Regions from separate parts of the Bombyx mori genome. Here region 2 is linked to region 1. The links are chromatin contacts, called in public Hi-C maps. All regions are on one chromosome and are shown on one strand. The core of a region is the stretch at or near the end of the contact, and the rest is flanking DNA. Distances in the headings are between cores, read along the strand shown.

Region 1 (2,603 bases), core at 36-2,535:
CTCTAAATTCTTTATTGATACATCAGTTTTAGATGTAGAAGGTTGATTATTTTGTTGTTTTCTAAAATTATAATTATTTAAATTGTATTAAAGTAAATGCAGCACCCATTCTTTATTGCAATTGAAGATGTTTAGTTTTATTGATGATAAACTAATAAATAAGGTAATACATGCTGAACTATTTCAGTGTCAAGTTGGCCAATTTAGGTATAAAAACATGTTACCTAGTTTTGAAAGTAATAGAGTCAGAACTCAAACCTAGAATTCAAGAACTATTAGTGGTGGTTGGTCAGGCACCCTAGTATCACCTTTATTGTAAACACTATAGTTGACAAGTTACAACTATGATTTATGTTTTAAAGGTGAAAATTGTTCTAAAAACCCATTAAATAATAGTGGTTATAATGTAGGTAGATGTGAAAGATCAAAAACATTATCTATGATAATGAATACACTTCCAATAATAATCAAGTAAATAATAATACTAAATAATAAAAATGCATACTTATGATACTCATACCAGAGCTGTATAATAGGTAGTAACCTGCTTTTTCCAAACAATGTTATAGGATTAAATTTATCAACATAATATATGTACTCAATTCAGTTACCAAATATTTTATGATAACGCCAAACTTTATTATTGTTATGAATATTCAAGTACCTACCTACAAGGAAACCAATTCTACCAGATTGGACACCCCAATAACTTAAGACTGTTTATTTAGTGTTAAATTAAAAACGACTCACACTTGCTCTTTAAGATTTTGTATTCTTGTGTAAATATAATGCAATTTTTGCTTTAACACACCCGTCTCAACTTTATTTTGCTGATTTAATTTACCACATTCATTCTCTTGATATAGTTTGATCTCGTCAGTAGTCAAACCCGCTTTTTTCAGTAACTCTAAATGCCGCACTTCTTCCTCTGCCCGACTGAATTCTTCGATAGAAGACAATCCATATTTAGTAAAAGGTAATACCTCAGATTTCTTCTCAAACTCTTTTGGTAGAGTATTGGAACTAGGAATTAAGACACAATAGCGATACAGAAAAGAATATAAGCAACAACAAGATGAAACGAAAAATTGTCGTTCTCAATTAGTTCAGCACTTACCACATCTATAAATTGATCTAATTTAAAATAAAACTAGGTATTAATAATGTAAATTTCTATTGTTGTTTTAATGGTAGGCAATATTTATAGACAACATTTGTCTAATTTAAGTAATTTTTTTTAAAAGTGTTTTATGGCCTGGCAACTAACACCTTTAGGTCACGTCTTATTTTAATTTATATTTTTATTTTTATGAAAAATACATACCATGGAGTGAAATGAAATGAAATGAAGATGATTAATTTAAGACATTAATCAACTGGGATGAAATTAAATGAAGTGAGGTGAGATGATATGGGATGAAATAATATAATCTCAGTAAAATTGTGGTCATTTACTGAAATTTTTTCAGTGGACTTTTTGGAGCATCCCGGGAAGTTACGTCCAGTGGCTTTGTTACATTTTCCCACATTTGTGCACTTTCACAGATGTTAAACAGTTAATAAACTACCGCTATTACACATTTAATTCTGAAGGAACACTAAATAGACAAAATAAAACAAATCACACAACTTCACTCCTCGCGTTCCCGCCAAAAAGTAGTTGAATTTTTTTTAAGTGATTTGTGACCTGGTAACTAAGATCTTTAAGTCGTCTTATTTTAGGTTATATTCCTATTTTTATAAAAATGAAAAGTCCGTTGAAATTTATGGGTCAGTATCATAGATAATATACTTAGTATTTAAGCACTTGAGCAGTAGGTACGGTTCATAGAGGGTACTTATTAACTCCATGGTACGGTTACATGGTGCATATTATAAGTGTATCAACTAATGGTGCATATGATTAAAATTAAAGTTCAGGACTTTTTGGCGGGAACGCGAGGAGTGAAGTTGTGTGATTTGTTTTATTTTGTCTATTTAGTGTTTATTCGGGTTTAAATGTGTAATAATGGTGGTTTATTAACTGTTTAATATCTGTGAAAGTGCACAAATGTGAAAAAATGAAATAAAGCCGCTGGACGTAACTTCTCGGGATGCTCCAAAAAGTCCATCTCATATCATCTCATGTTATTTAACTTCATCCCAGTTGATTAATGTCTTAAATTAATCATCTTCATTTCATTTCACTCCATTTTATCATTTTTCATAAAAATGAGAATATAAATTAAAATAAGACATGACTTAAAGGTCTTAGTTCCCAGGTCATAAAATCCCTTAAAAAATTAAAGTTCACCTTCGCGCCCAACTCACAAGTCACAACTACTCACAAGTTTGTTTATTAAAATTTGTTAGTTGTTTTTTTACTCAGTAGTTCAGTACATAGTTCCTTCCGTCCGCAGCGAATTACGAAACTGTGCAGTGTGCAGTAATTATTAATAAACAAATATTGAAACTTGAAACAACAACTGTTGAACTTAAATCAATCTAATAATTACCACAAATTTTTTACTAATTAGATTTTGATCCTAAGCTCGGCCAATGAACTTATATTAATTCGTGTGCTAATTATAATTATTCTACAAAATGAAAAAATGGTGGAACTG
Region 2 (2,603 bases), core at 29-2,528, 390 kb before region 1:
TGCTCAGGGTCATCAAGTCTTGGATTTTCTTTTTGTCTTGTTGTCTTGTGGTTCAATGTTATTGTTTTTTCTTGAAATGTTATTGTTAATTAACATCTTGCTTAGAGTCCCTTAAAAAGCTATGGGACAAAAAGCATTGATAGCCCTGTAGTTTCATATAGACAACAAAAGTGGGCGTTAAATGCCAGTATTATTACTTAACAAACGATTTTATATACAGCTTTACAGAACATATCTATACATTTAATTGTGTAGGATCGCTTTTACAGATGGCAACTAGTTTCATGATTAGCTTTTAGTATTTATGATTTAGAAATAGTTTATTTTGTACTTGTTTTCTTGTAACAACTTTACCTTGATATCCTCATTACGAATTTTAATGATTCTCTCTCTGAAATCAACACCGATTGTAGCTTCAGATTTATTTAAAAACTGGCCCTCACAAAAACGATAAGTTAGACAAGTTTTCCCAACACCTGAATCACCGAGAACTATAATTTTAAATACTTTTTTTTGCTTCAATCCAGGTATATCCTGGCTGGCGTTAACTGACATTTTTTTTTTATATTTCAAGTTTTACATTTTTATCGTTTCGGTGGGTAAGCATCAATGTTTGTGTTTGTTGTCCGTTGTCAAATTCTGTTTTGTCACAAAGTTTTGTGTAGGAGGAAATCAAATGAGCATAGATTATACACTTAATATATTTGACAAATGAGGATGAAGGTTATAATACAGATTACATACTGTATTACTGTAGGATATACCTACGTGATTTTACTTACTGTGTATTTACGAATATACAGCATGCTAAACAGCTATGTATGATATTATTATGTATGTCTACACTAAGTTAGTGTATCTAGCTATCTGTCTGAAAAAGCTATTCCGCCATGTACAGATAAAGTTTGTGCTTTTAAAGATTTTAATTGTTAATAAGCTTCCTGAACATGTACCGGTAGCCCTAAATATAATTACGATAAAATAAATCTAAATAAAGGAGTGACAACGCCGCATTACTTGTCAACACACATCGTCTCTTCATTTAAAAACTAGATAAAATACGTATTTAAATATATTATATATCTTCCTCGGACTTATCCTTCATTGAGGCAAGTTTATAAAATAGTGCTCGGTAATACAGTGACATGGCATTGGCTATGTCCAAGGGCGAGAAAATATATGCGTATATATGTATAACCACATATGTGTGTGTGTAATTGTGTATAAAACCACATTTTAAAAATCCACACATGTTATATGAATGGAACTAGAAAAGAGGTTAGATAAAGGTTTTTTGAGTCTGAGATTTTTCCTGAAAACAATTACCATTTTAAAAACGCACATTTTTTTGTTGAAAGCAATTAAAAATTAGTACCCTATAGAATTTTTCCGTAGTTTGCCTAGAACTTGTCATTCGGAAATTTTAAAATTTAAACCTAAATACCAGTCTAATTTTGACAAAAATATATAATTTGTAAGTTTGTAAAATATATAATATCTTCTATTAAACCATACTTAGGAACGCATTTTAGAGGGTAAGGTGATAACGATGCAAGGACTGAGGACACCAATCTTGGAACTAGTCAATCACTTTTTGGTGGGTATTTAAAGTTTAGTATTTCGTCGTAAAACTGTAATAGCCTAAGAGCCTGCGACGATCAGCCTCTTGTTTTTTTTATAAAAGTCGACAGTTGTTTTGTGCATGTGCCCAACATAGGTGTGAACGATCAGCGACTATTGTGATTGGATTATGGTTACTGGGGCCGATAAGGATGCGAGTGAGATAGAGAGTTCAGTCTATACCAAGATGCTTGTAAGATCATCATCATCATAGCTCAATAATAATGTTCTCTTAGTAACAGTTTGAAATCCGGGAAATTTCATATGTATGTAGGGGTAAATGTATTGAAGAAGCTAGTGGTGGATTCTGAGGTTCTTCCAAAAAGTCTGTAACGTTGCAGTAAATTCCCAACATTTTGCTGGAACATTTACTTCATTTCAACTTATCCCTTTTCATATTTTAATTTGATTTATCTCAGTATAAGACATTTTCTTCAAAGATTTTGTAAGTACTACTTTGGCAACAATGTTATCACAAGAAGCCAACTGCCATACAAAAAAGAATATTACGTAAAAATTGCCATACTAAAAAATCATGGACTCACTAATTCGTAACTTTTAAATTGAGTCTTTTGCTTCAATCTTAAAGTAACTTTTCAATTGTATACGCATTGCTGCTTTTGAACGACGATAAAAGCTTGTGCATTCACGCATGTAATAAAGACTATTTTTTAGCGTTTTTTTTTCACAAGTATAACATTTTTTAAAGCAGCAGCACTGACTACGCTAAAATGACAAATGTTGTTATTACTATCAATCAGAAATGTCCGTCGGTCGTTCGGTCGTATGAGTGATAGTCTTCATTGAATGTCATGATTTATTGCGAAACCCGCTATAACTCCTGATCAAAATCAAGAGTATACTTTAATAGCAAAGATATCGATTACTCTGTTTTCTTTTTTAAATGTTATAATTGTGAAAACCGGTTTGAGTTGATGTCATCGGACAACTAACCTCCGCGTTCGGACTATCTCTTATCTTTA

What was found. A called contact is a pair of places that touch in the nucleus more often than the background predicts.
Region 2: a contact with region 1 is called in a Hi-C map of posterior silk gland, with 1.7 times the contacts expected there. The contact joins the promoter of LOC101739850 here to the promoter of LOC101741512 in region 1. A contact is called at or near these places in 2 of 7 Hi-C or Micro-C datasets (middle silk gland and posterior silk gland).

Annotation. Positions count from the first base shown.
Region 1 is chr14:6,509,148-6,511,750 of ASM3026992v2, reverse strand. LOC101741512 (RNA-binding protein 41) reads right to left here and starts at 1,285. Exons shown (of 5, transcript XM_004922605.4): 1 at 1,118-1,285; 2 at 751-1,023; 3 at 1-61. The coding sequence starts at 1,122. LOC101741653 reads left to right here and starts at 2,290. Exons shown (of 12, transcript XM_062672239.1): 1 at 2,290-2,603. The coding sequence starts at 2,584.
Region 2 is chr14:6,895,305-6,897,907 of ASM3026992v2, reverse strand. LOC101739850 (putative Ras-related protein Rab-33) reads right to left here and starts at 1,278. Exons shown (of 5, transcript XM_004933756.5): 1 at 355-1,278. The coding sequence starts at 555. It overlaps LOC101735725 (myotubularin-related protein 5), which reads left to right and starts at 2,367. Exons shown (of 40, transcript XM_038015237.2): 1 at 2,367-2,603.